Regions from separate parts of the Mus musculus genome. Here region 1 is linked to region 2. Evidence: chromatin contacts called from public promoter capture Hi-C data. All regions are on one chromosome and are shown on one strand. The core of a region is the stretch at or near the end of the contact, and the rest is flanking DNA. Distances in the headings are between cores, read along the strand shown.

Region 1 (6,402 bases), core at 3,313-5,812, 110 kb after region 2:
CAGGCCCTGGAGTCCCTTTTAAAATAAATTTAGCAATCCCAATCTGGAGAGATGCTACCTTGTCCAGATACGCTCCAAGACTGTCTACCACACTAGAGAAAGCGGTCTTTGCCCACATGGGTCTGGGGGGCGGGGTATAGGCATTGGTCTGCAACATGGAGGGTCTGGATCTTGTTTCATCCTAAATTCTTTTCCAACTGTTTCTTCTTATAACCCATTGTCTTGAGACCTAAACTGTAGGAATGGGCACCCTAAGCAGTATCTGTCATGATTCTGAGTTGGGGAATGAAGAATAGCAGCCTAGGACCAGGGCATCTTAGAATATGCAAATGAGTTGGAGACCTAGATGTGGAAGGTCACCCTGGTTTTCCTGCCTAGTCTCTAAGTCTGCTACCAAGTGCACTGCTTAGAAGGGCACAGGGAGATGAGGCCATTACACAGAACAGCCCATGAAGACAGAGATGGACAGAAGAATAATGTAGCCACAAGCCAAGAGAACCCTGAAGACCGCCAGCTGGAAGAAGCAGGAAGAACCCTGCAGGACTGCTGCCTGCTTGTTCGAGCCACCAGTTTGTGATTGTTCCTATGCCCTGCCATGGCATGTCACAGCTGTGAGCGCTGTGAGCAGACACCTAGGTTAGGGACCCTCCCTGATGTCTTTCACAGTGCTGTCTCAAACCACACCTAAGTAAAACCAAACAATAAGACAGATTCGACTCAGCTGGTAGGGTGCTCACTTAGCATGCAGAAGGTCCTAGGTTCAATTCATAGCACCACATAAGCCAGGTATGGTGGCATGTGGCTGTAATCTCTGCCCTTGGGAAGTGGAGACAGGAAGCTCAGATATTCAAGGCCATCTTTGGTGGATACATAGTGAGTTCAAGGCTGCCTTGGCCTATATGAGACCTGGTCTTAAAAACAGCATCAAAACTCCCCCCACATGTCTTCTGCTATGTGTTTTACCCACAAGGGCTTCAACCAAGGTCTGAATATAAGGCCTGTTTCATCAGCAGCACAGGGTGGGGTCTGTATTCCTTCCAGGCCCACTGTGGGGTCCCTTCCTGTGCCTCAGCTTCCTGACAATGGGGGAAGGGCTCTAAGTGCAATTGCAGTTGACTGGTCCTGATGGGAATGGGATATTGTGGGATTTCACTCCCTAATGACTAGAAGTGGCTGTAGTAGACGCTGGCCACCTGGGTCCCCATATGCTGAAGTTGAATGAAAACAGCTTGTATCAGGGCACAGAGGGGAGCTGACTCTGTTCAAATGAATAGCCACATCCTTCTGGGGAAGAGCATGTTTGTTATAGAGTCTGGCAGTTCCCTAACTGATACAAAGTCTGACATGGATTAAGTTCTGCAAAGGGTAGCCAGAGGTGGTACCCAGGGACAGGGATTGCATGAGATGCTGTGCCTCGGGTCAGGGTTTTGCTGGGTAAAGGGGCTGATCTGTCTGTTCTCACTGGTTATACTCTTTCAGGTGGCTCATTTCAGATGCTTCTGGGAGGGAGATAAGCACAGGGCTCCATGTGCTAGGGCAAGCAAGGCTCATAGGACAGAGGCTGGGACACACCACATGCCACAGCTTTCTTCAGGGAGGCCCCCTGTTGCACATTTCTCCAGTTGTCAGCAGGGTCTAAGGAACCCAGATCCAAGCATCCCAGGACTTCTTGCCCAGTGCCCTGACCTCAGCCTTTGCTTAGCACTGGGCCATTGGGCTGGAAAGAGAGAAACTCTTTCCTTAACAGTGCCCCTGGGCCCAGTAGCTGATTTCCCATTCCATCTGAATTTAAATCTATGTTTGCAGAGCTGGCTGGAGATTGGGTCCCAGAGGATATAGCAGCTAGGCAGTGACAAAGGTCCACTTAGCAGTGACTGTGGATGGAACAGGGCCCACACTGATTCTATCCCAGAGGAAGCTGCTTTTGTGGGTGGAACGGTGGCTCAGCTTACTTATGAGGAGGTGGCTGAGGTTGGCTAATGGCATTAGGGGTGCAGTAAGGTGTACTTTCAGTGTATTTGCTAGAGGAGGACATGCCTCCCAAGTCCACACAAGCTCAAGATGTGCCTCTCATGTCCATGCTAGCTGAAGATGTACCACGGCCTGTGTTTTTACTGGGTGCTCTTCCTGCCCACTGACATGGACCTCACCAGCCATCACCATCCTTCAGCCTAGAGAAATAACATCAAGGGAGTGTACACTGGACTTCCTGTAGCACCAGACAGAGGTGGAGAATGACAGAAGCAAGCTCTGCATGACTAATAAGCAGTAGAGACCCCTGGGCTGAGAGCTGTGATTTCCTGGGCTTGCTTGCTCTTAGATATACAATATATACATAAAAGATATATAAGAAGAAAATGGCAACTTGAGGGGGAGGGGAGGGGAGGGGGAAGGGGAAAGGAGAGAGGGAGGGGGAGGGAGAGAAGGAGGGGGAGGGGAAGGGGAGGGGGAAGGGGAAAGGAGAGAGGGAGGGGGAGGGAGAGAAGGAGGGAGAGGAGGGAGGGAAGGGGAGGGGGAGGGGAAAGGGGAGGGAGAGGGGGAGGGGGAGGGAGAGAGCTGGGTCCCTGTTCCCTCACTCCCTTCCTGCCCTGTTTTAAGGTAACCCCATGATCAGAAGGCATGTCTCAGTTCTTCCAGAACTTTCCTTTCTTAAGATAGGCTCTCACTCTGTAGACCAGGCTAGCCTGAAATTTACTATGTACTCCAGGCCAGTTTTGAACTCATGGCAATCCTCCTGCCACGGCCTCCCAAGTGCTAGGGTCACAGTGTCAGCTGCCACCCCAGCTGCCTTTCATGATTTCTTCCTGGTATTTATGATCTCTTCAGCCATTTGACATTGAGTGTTCACTCTGAAACAAAAAAAATCACCAAGTCTCTTCATAGTGTTTTAAGCTTACAGTTTTGTGTTGGACTACATCAGAGCTATCCTTGGCCACATGAGGGTGTGGGCAGTATTTTGTGCAAACTTTTGAAGAAAGCACGAATGCCATCCCAACACAGCAGCTTCACCACAGCTGCCTGTGAACCATCTCTTCTCTGTTCTCCACTCTCTCCCATCTTAGAAACTTTTGTGTGAGCCTGGAAAATGGCTTGGGGGGAAGGGGAGTACTTGTCAAACATGTGTGAGGAACTGAGTTTGGATCCTCAGAACCAACAGAGAGTTGGACATGGTGTGTGTCTCTAATCCTAGTGCAACACAACAGGATGTGGGGTGGAAGCAAGAGAATCCTTGGAAGCTCATGGGCCAAGTAGCTTGGTATCCACAGTGGCCAAACAACAAGAGACCTATCAAATAGGAGAACACAGACACACACACACACACACACACACACACACACACACACACATACACAGAGGCACACACATACAGAGACAGATATACACACATACAGACACTCAGAGAAATGCACAGGCACACACACATACACACACATATATACAGACACACAGATACACACACATATATGCATAGACACACATACATATATACAGACACACACAGATACAGACACACACATACAGACACACAGATACAGACACACAGACACACACAGAGATACAGATGCACACACAGACACAGATACAGACATACACACAGACACACCCACCCACACACCCCTGATTGTCAAATCTCACCTGGTCTCAGAGCCCAAGTTTGCTCAGGTCATTTTATTCCCATCTATTTTTACTTAAAAACAAAATTAAAAAAAACAAACAAAAATCCTCTGTGTGTGTGTGTATGGTGCATGTATGTGCACATGTAGGCCATGTCATATGTGAAGGACAACCCCTGGTGTCTTCTCCTTTCTTGAAACAAGGTTTCTCATGCACTGCTATGAACACAAGTCTATGGTGAGACTTATGGGGATCCTCCTGTCTCCACCTTCAGTCTTTCTGTGGGAGTGCTGGGATAATAGACACACACAGCCAGAGCCAGATTTTTACATAGGTTCTGGGGATCCGAGCTCAGATCCTCGGTTTGCATGGCACCCATTTTACCCATCAACCTGTCTTTCCAGTCTCATTAATGCCTTCTTTGTTCATGTCCTCAACAGACAACAGCTCCTGCTTTTTTGACCCACATCTGTGTCCCAGACATAGACAGACACAGACACAGACACACACACACACACATATCCACCAGAAAATGAGAAAGACAGAGATGACCTGGCAGGGATGATAGACATGTCTGCAATTAACCAAAAGATCAAGGAGCATCATGAATGGGGGTGGGGGAGGCAGGGTCTATGAAAGCCCCTGCAGCCAGACGCCAGAATTCTGGGGCAAGAAGAGAGAACAAGCTTGGCATAGGAATGGCCACAGGGCCTTCAGCCTGCTCTCTGGGGAAAAGGACCCAACAGAAGGACAGCTCAGGCCATTTTATCTGGAAGGCTCATCAAAACCACTCAGGGAACGTTAACTGACAATAAATAAGATTTCTTCCCGGAGCAGATGAGGTCAGGCAAACACAGGAATTAAAACAAATTACTGCCCACCCCGTGTGGGTGCCACAGTGGCCGAACTGCTATTATAACTGCAAGGAGGTAATGAGGCGTATACCATGGTTTGGAGGGTGCACTGCCTGCCACCAGGCCTGGAGGTTGAGTTAACTCATGTGCTGTGACCAACCGAATGACCACTTCTGGTTTGTGGAGACAAGCTTGGAAGGCTGAGGCTAGGCAGAGCGAGCTGGGCTGACCCCACCTCGGGGTAGCCAGGATCCCCAAGAGTCCCCAGTGTTTTTGCTGCCCTGGAATAACAGTGTTTGGGAACTGTGGATCCAGTGTTGGATGTGGGCTTGAGTTCTGCCCCATCACTGCCTTACCATAACATCTCCTGACTACATCATGCTCACCCTCAGTTTCCCCATGTGCTTAGCTTCCCTCCTGGAGCCTTTGAGGGTGAGGAGATGCTGGCACCATCAGCATACTACAGCACGCCCACAGAACGATGACAGAAACATTCACTGCCATTGACCTCAGCACTATGTAGACCCAACATCTTGCAGAATGGTGCCCAAAAGGTCTAGAAATGCTCTGGTTTTCTATGTCTTGGGGCCTTTATGCTCTCTGCTTATTTCTGTCAGTGGTCCATCATGTGCCGTGGGCTGGAATGATTTGCTCTTCCGGGCAGGATGGGGAAGGTCCATCTGGCTGTCTGACGTGCCTGGCTCTACATGGCCAGCTGGTCAAAGGCACTGCCAGCCCTTCCCCCCAAGTCTGTCCCAGCCCAGGTGCACGAGCAGGTTGTCCACCATCAACACTGGTGCACCCTGTGGCTACAGCTCATCTCTCAGTGCATAGAACTCTCTGGGCCTTCCCCATGTGATGATGTCACCAGTGTCCCTCTACACCCCCAGTTTCTTCTTTTACAGTTGCTTTACTTTGGAAGTCCTTGAGCCCTGAGTGTGACAGAGCCAGAGACATGGGCTACAGGTCTCACCCATACCTACGTCACCAGACACTAACCCAAACCCTCAGCCCACATATCAAAGCTGATCCAGATCCAGATATGTAACTCAGATGCACACTGTGGCCCCAGTCGCTGCTGAGAAGGAGTTCCAGAGAATTAAGGTCCACATGCCAAGGAGAGGTTCTCAGGTTTCCCATCTCTAGTGGTATTTCCTAGCTACTGATAGGAATCTGAGCAGGAGCACATGGCACCACCTCTTTGAGGATTGACTCTACACACTGGTACATAATAGATCTGTCTTCGGGCTTTTTACTGCTGTTACTTTATCATTTCTGCCAAATCCCCATCTTTCTTGTTTCTGTCTTTCCTTATCATCTAGTATCTGCACCACAAATATACCATATCAGCTAAGGCTCCCATTTCTTTATCATGTGAACAAGAAGGGTTTGATGGGAACCAATAAGCTACACCCCCAATTGAATGACTGAATGGACCCTTGGTGGGTGAGTGGATAGATGAATGAATGATGGGAGGGATGGAGATATAAATTCTGGGTAGACTGATGGGTGGTTAAGTGGATAGGATGATTAATTTATGGACAGAGAGATGAATGGGTGGATCGATGAAAAATGGGTGGATGAATGGATAGACAGATGGGAGCATGTATGTATGTATGTATGTATGTTGTATGTATGTATGTATGTATGTATGTATGTGAGGATGGATGGATGGATGAATAGATGGGTGAATGGATAGATGAATGAGAGGGTGGGTTGTTGGATCAAAATTGGTTGGATGGGTGAATGGGTGGATGGGAGGGTGGGTGGATGGATGAATGGATGGAGGAACAGATGAGTGAATGGGTGGAAGGATGGGTGAATGGGAGGGTGGAAGGGAGCTGGGAGGTGGACAGACATGTGAATGGATGCATCTTTCAGCACATTCTCACTGAGCACTTCCCTCCATGTTCTGCACATGCCTCATGGAGAT
Region 2 (6,667 bases), core at 1,889-4,388:
CATTGCAGGGGAGACCTGGACATTGCAGGTGTGAGTTCAGTGGACTAGGACTCTGCTGTGGGTGGGAGCACTGGACCTGCAGCAGTGGCTTCTGGGAACTGTAGGTACCTGTAAGTCCAAGAGTGCCCTCCCACCAAAGTTTGCTCAGAGAGCCTGTCCCTGCAGTGTGCGGGTCATCTTAACAGGACTGAGGCAGCTCATGAAGTTAAGGTCCTGAAGCCCATCTGGGCTTTGCAGCTTTCGGGGGAACTCTAAAGATTCAGCTTTAGTTAGTCATGGAGAGGTGGGCCAGGGACATGTTAAGGGTCTGCAGAACATGCTATGTCACCCAACGATTTCCTGGTTGTAGGGTAAGCCATTCCAGGTTCAGCCTGGATAAGCATTGAAGTTGCCCAGGGGCTCTTTGCAACTGGGGAGGGGGGCACATTTCTAGCATGTGATACTTCAGGATGGGGGAGGCAGGGGGTGTCCTACAGGAGCTCCTGAGTGCCAGTAAGGCAGTGAAGGATTGGGAGGGAGCTGTGAAGTTCTGTGCCCAGCACTGGCCTGACCCTTATTTTGGAGCCATGTGGTTGGCATGCCAGTCCCCTGAGGGCCAGCAGATACCCAGGCACTGCTCTGAAGGGTCTCTAAGCCAGCACCCTGGACTGGGCTGGCCTTCTGGTCAGGACGGATTCAGCCAGCAGGCAGCTGAATCTGGGAAGCAGAGGTAGGAGCAGAGACAGTGACACACGGGGGGGGGGGGGGGGGGGGACGGGACGGACACACAAATCTGGTCAGGCCGCCGCACTTACTTCTGCTCAGCATGACCCTCTTCTGCAAACAGCACCATGGGAGCAAATGGAAACGACACAGGGAACGGTTGAGACCACACTGCAGAACTGACTGGAAAGCAAGGAGAGGCAGCAGCCTCCTCACGGGTGGAAACATGGTAGGTTGAACCCTGGCTGAACAATGCACCTCAGAGCCCTCTTGGCAGGCAGCCCAGGGGGCTTGGGGCAGGCACTCATACGAGCAAGGGAACTACTCTTTGCCTTCTCTGGCGTGCCATGAGGCACTGCGGAAGAAAGAAAGGATCTCTGACAAGTGGCCCACAGCTATTTCCCTCACTTGGCTTTGACTTGGAAAGAATGAATCTTGTTCCCAGTGGACCCAGGCCAACCTGCCCAGGCTAGGGCTCTGTATCACGTTTACACCCCAACATGGTGACCAGCCTAGTGGCTAATGGCATGGATCTGGTCCGGCCACATGCTTGGGGCTTACCGGTACCCCACCCAGCATGACAACTGCTGAGTTAAGTTGGACTGGTCTGCCTGCCGGCTTTGCTCTGCACCTTCTGGGTAGCCTGCCTCCTTCCTGGTGAATCACACAGTGATGACTCACAGGATCCTCCCGTGTGCGCAGATCATTATGTTGCTAGGCAACGGCGGGGCTGCTGGGCGGCATATACAGAAGTCTGTTACCCTGATTTAGAATAGATACACACTCACAAACACCCGCCTCTGGGAGGATCATCTCTAGCCTGCTTTTAAAATCAAATTCATTTAAAAAATGTGAGAATTAAGAAACAAAACAAAACCAGCCCAAGAGCGAATCCAGCTGCTCACAGACGCTCTTCACCTGTCTTTCCTGGCAGGAGCTGATGAGCTGGGGAGATGGAAGGGCAACCAGACTCACACTGTGGTTACTCAGTTTGAACCTGAGCAGAGGTGTGGGCCAGAGGCTCCTCAGGGGCCAGCACTAATGCTAGGGTTCTGAGGCATGGACCCTCAGTCCCAGGCTCCCCTCTGTATGAGCCACTAAATTCTAAGCTATTTGTCTTCCCTCCTTCCTCCCCCCTCTCTCTCCTCTTTTTAGTGACTTGAGACAGAGTCTCACTGTAGCCCCAGGTTATTTTAGAACTTATCAAAATCCCCCTGCCTCAGCCTCCCTAGCGTTGGCATTACAGGTATAGAACCCCATTGGGCATCAGCCTGCTTTCTTATGAAGCTGCTCTGCCTATCTAGGCTTCCACAAATGGGGCACGGGAAGGAGAGCCAGGTCATGTGTTTGCCTGAGTCTCAGAAGTTGGGACCCCCTCAGCACTTCTGATCCTGGTGCCTTGCAGTCACCACAGGCTCAGAGAACTGTGAGGACTCTGCTCACTCCACGCCTCTCTCCAGAATGGGAACAGAATACATAACCACAGAAGGAATGGCTGTGGGACACTGCCTGCTTTCCTGCCGAGGAAGCTGTCTCAGGCTCAGCACACTTGTCTGGGTTCCCACCCTGCTCACAAGTTGCCAGGACAGGAAGGCACCTACTTTCAGGAAGAACTGTTTACCTGTGATAGGATCTTGTCAAAAGAGGGATGAGACCAAGAGAGAAGACTTGACGGGTCTAGAGAGACGGCTTAGTGGTTTAGAGCACTGGCTGCTTTTGTAGAGGACCCAGGTTCATTTCCCAGAACCCACACACATGGTTCAACCATCTGTAACTCCAGTTCCAGAGGATCCAGTGCCCTCTTCTGCCCCTGCAAGTGCTACCTGTAAATGGCGTACGTACACACACACACACACACACACACACACACACACACACACAAGCAAGCAAAACATCCACTGCACATACAAATAGATAAATATGTTCTAAAAAGGAGACCTGCCGTTTGTTTGGTGGTCAAAGGAAGAGACTCTGGCAGACTAGTCACCTTAATATGTGGATAGTGGCAGGAAGTGCCAGGCTGTCCCCAGCAGGGCTCACCTCACTACTGAGTGCTGCTCCCTGGCAGTGCCATCACCCTCCTGCTTTGCTTGGTGACTGAGGTACCAGAGCTGTGTGGCAGTGCAGAGAGCTTGAGACGTCATGAAACAGAAGCCCATGCTCTAGGACCAGGTGGTCACAGCAGTTTAACAATCGTATTGATTAATACTGGTGACCCAGCTGAGAGCCAGAGGACAATGGCCAGGGTCGGAGGACTGCCCTGGGAGGACAGCAGGGGTGGCAGGGATTGAGTGAAGCCCCATCAGCACCTGGAGCGCTGCCTGCCCAGGGACCTTGGGTGTCTGTACCTCCTCAGTACCACTGTTTCTTTCCTGTGTGCTTCAGAAAGGTGAAGGCCGAACTCTGCCCCTTGTGGACTCACCACAAAGTGCTGGCAGTAGAGTGTACACCACACCCTTGGAGAGGAGCCATGGGGACTCCCTGGAGCACTCCCTACCCTGTGCTCTAGGGGGAGATGAACGCAAGCTGAGGTTTTTCCAAGGATGCTGGAAGAGAACAGGTTTCATCCTGTTGAGTGATGTGATGGCTGGTCTCTGGTCACAGCCAGCTTGAGGAGTCAGTGCTTATAGACAGGCAGCCGGGTCTAGCTCTCCAGTGTCTCCAAGGTACCTCTTGTCTCTAGCAACAGAAACCACCTGTCTTCAGCACAGACCTTGAAAGCATCTTCCTCATGTGACACGCATCCCGGGAGTGTCAACAAACTGGAGTCCACTCCTGGTAAGCCATGATAAGTCTGTGCGTGGTTTTCATCCCTTGGATGCAATCCTGTGTCCCCACAGCCTGCCCACTCCCCTGCCTGGTGGGTTGACGCTGACTCCCCCCACGGGCATGGAGAGTCTGATCTGGCCTAGCCTCACATGCTCCACCCATCATGTCCTGGGCTCCATGCTTCTGGTTTCTGCATAACTGGTTCCGGTGTGAACTTTAGGTCACTGAAATACCCTTCCTCTGAGTGCCAGCTCCATCCTAGTTCTGCCCTTTTGGAGCCTGGTCTTCTCCGTGGTACTTGTTACATATAGTTCTGTTGTTTCGTTTTGGCCATTTCTCACCTCAAGAGCTGGCATTCCCCAAGGGAACACTGGCTATGCTTTCTTAACAGGGACGTGCTTCTCTTAAATGACAAATTCTGAGTGCCATATGGCGCCTGGTGTCCTGGGCCATCAACAAGCTGCCTGAGTGGATGACAATGACTACGTTTCCCAGCTGTGGAGGACTGTACTGCAGAATCCTCTGTGGTGATGTCCTCTTGTCTCTTCTTTCTTGGGCTTGGTACTGGGCTGTAGACAGTGGTAGCAGCTTAGTAAACTCCCTACCATGGCTCGTCATTGGCCCTATGCACTTTAACCAGGACACCTAAGTGCTCTGCTTAGATCCATGAAGCAGTAAAAATGTGTGTCAGGCCTGCTGCCTCCACTGTGGGCCAGATTCAGATGACAGGAGGCTCTGAAAGCCAAAAGCCCTGTCCAACTGAAGGACATGCCAAGGTTACCCATGAAATGTTTGCATATCCATGTTTGCATACGCCACACCCTCGGAGAGGAGCGGTGGGGACTCCCTGGAGCACTCCCTACCCTGTGCTCTAGGGGGAGATGAACGCAAGCTGAGGTTTTCCCAAGGATGCTGGAAGAGAACAGGTTTCAGCATCAGGCCTATAGCCAGAATTGCTCACGGCTTTGCACCATGGTCTTTCAGTGGCTCTGATATCATACACTAACATATACACAAATATATTGAAAGAGAGTTCCAGCTGACTTTTTCAATATATTTGTAGTTAAATATGTCTAAATTCCACACTGTCTTGATCTTGGGGTCAGTCTACTGGGTATACTAAACCCCGGGTATCCTAAAGTTAGATTGCTTACACCCCAGGAAGCAAATGCCAGGCCTTCTAACTCTCTGCTCTTCCTGGATCCTGTCCTGGTGCCAGCATAAGACGAGGTCTCTTGGAGCTGCCAAGTAGCAAAAGGCCCATTATTTCAATTTACAAGCACAGCAAAGCTCTTGCCCATGTGGTGGAACCACTGAGGAACACGCTGAGAGCCAGGCTTTCCTTGGTGAGCAGTCATGCTTGAGGAAACAGGGTCTCTCTGCCTTAATGTGTGTCACGTCAGAGAGCATGGCCAGCTTTCAGTTATCTCTTGAAACCTTCATTTTCTTTCTCTCCTTTTGATTCTGAACCTCATTTGGCCCAGGGTGGTCCACAACTTAACTTTTAGAAGCATTTACAAGTGGCATTAGCAAGATGCTCAGACTGAGTGAATCTCTAGTTGTCATCCTGGGCCTGGCAGTGAAGGCAACGGAGAGGTGTCTGAGCAATGTAGGCAAGAGGCCAGTGCACCAAGGCAAGAGGCAGAGCTCGGTCACCTGCATATCCCATACAGGATGCATGCATGGTTCTGTGAACGGCTACCCCAGCCTGTGGCCCTCTGTGTCTCGCAGTTGCTGCTGGCATCCCAGGACCCTAAGCCCATGCCCAACCCAGTGCAATCCTTAGATTTGAAAAGGAGGGTCAGAGGCCTGTGTTTCCTCTACTGCTTGAGGTCAACAACAGTCATCTCTCCCCTCATTAGCAGGGGAGTTCTAGGTCTAATGGCGGTTCCTTTCTTCCCAGGAGCTCAGTCTTGTAGATGGTCTTCAGTGGTGATCCCTTTTTCCGAAGCCAACCCCCAGCCTCAGCTTCTAGAACCTTCCCATACAGTCCCTTTGACTCTTTGCCTCAGATTTCTCTCTCTGCTGGTTGATGGCCACGTTGCTGGTACCTATGTGACAGAATGGCCAATGTTTGTTGGTCCTTTGTAGGCGTTGGCTAAAGTCCTTGCTCTGAGAGGTCTGCGCCAGGAATAGACTGGCTGGGTGGAGCCAGTTTTTGAGTGCTAGTGATGCTCTCTCTGAGCACCCAGCCCACATCTGGCACCTACCTGGAGTAGGGAAAGACAATAGTCCCAGCCCCCAGTGGAGGGTAAGTCTCCTTCCCTCTCCTGGGAGCCACCAGACATTGTCTAACCAGAAAAAGAAAGGCAGCAAGGGTCATCTGCTGCGATTCAGAATTCCCCTGCAACCCCCCCCCCCCCCCCCGCACCTTCCCAATGCCAGCGGCCACCTCAGCTTTTCTCCTGTTGAAGACTGGGCAGCTATTGTAACCTCACTTTTAGAGAGAGGCTGCAATACCTGCTCGGCCTCTCTGAAGAATGGACTTAACACACAGGATCATGCTGCCCAGTCGTGAGGGACGCCACCCCAAGGGCTTGCAAATATTACTTTCACAAGAGGCTGTGGCATAAAAGACTCTATAGAGGAAAAATATGAACCAAGCATATTCCAAGGTTGCTGTGAGACTCCTGGACATGTTTAAAATATGCAGGTGTGTGGTTACCCCACCTCCCACCCACCAGAGTGGAGGGTTTCTGCAGGCCCGCCCAAGCTAGCAGGGAGCCACGGGAGCTTGCTTCTGCACACCACCTGTAGCAGGTTTCCCATTACCAAGCGGTGGCATCCGCACACTTCTTTACAACAGCCGCCAATCAGTATTTCTCAAAGGAGTTAAGGAGCCGTCCAAGTCCTCCATTTACAACCACACCAAAAGGTAACAGGAAGAATTGTGGCTCACAGCCCAAACCTCAAGACTCAGATGCAGTGTGATGTCCCTGATTAATGGGCTCGGTTGTTTGAATCAGATGCCTGCCCAGCGGGAGAATAAAGAAAGACTTCATTAGTCAAACCGATGAAACCTGAGCTCAACTGTCAGCCAGAGAGGCTGAGCACTACACACACGGAAGCGGAAAGACAGCACGAGTGTACATCACACAAGGAACAAAAACAGAAAGGCCATGAGTGAGGGTGGGGCCTGCAAGGCTGCCGAGTACCATCCTGAAACCACACAGGGGGCTGTTCTAGAACCTTCTGT

What was found. Capture Hi-C pulls out chosen DNA fragments and counts their contacts.
Region 1: a promoter capture Hi-C map of pancreatic islet shows a contact between it and region 2. The contact joins two enhancer-like sites. A contact is called at or near these places in 1 of 39 promoter capture datasets (liver), 8 of 484 Hi-C or Micro-C datasets (cerebellar granule neurons, cerebral cortex, cortical neurons and 3 more), 2 of 115 datasets of contacts at active chromatin or transcription factors (embryonic fibroblasts and embryonic stem cells) and 2 of 9 other capture datasets (adipose tissue and pancreatic islet).

What each region holds. Positions count from the first base shown.
Region 1 is chr7:144,300,626-144,307,027 of GRCm38.p6, reverse strand. The region is part of intron 7 of Shank2 (SH3 and multiple ankyrin repeat domains 2); the gene reads right to left. Among named protein-coding and RNA genes, the nearest start is that of Gm14372, 100 kb to the left of the region's middle. Within about 2 kb of position 4,562, at least 4 of the 459 cell types and tissues checked have an H3K27ac peak or open chromatin away from gene starts, as enhancers often do. A contact at or near this core is called in pancreatic islet, where this site is marked.
Region 2 is chr7:144,412,487-144,419,153 of GRCm38.p6, reverse strand. All of the region lies in intron 15 of Shank2 (SH3 and multiple ankyrin repeat domains 2), which reads right to left. Gm34621 (a long non-coding RNA gene) reads left to right here. Exons shown (of 4, transcript XR_003946689.1): 1 at 1-709; 2 at 827-931; 3 at 3,386-3,480; 4 at 3,863-4,088. Among named protein-coding and RNA genes, the nearest start is that of Gm34621, 3.7 kb to the left of the region's middle. Within about 2 kb of position 3,138, at least 40 of the 459 cell types and tissues checked have an H3K27ac peak or open chromatin away from gene starts, as enhancers often do. A contact at or near this core is called in pancreatic islet, where this site is marked.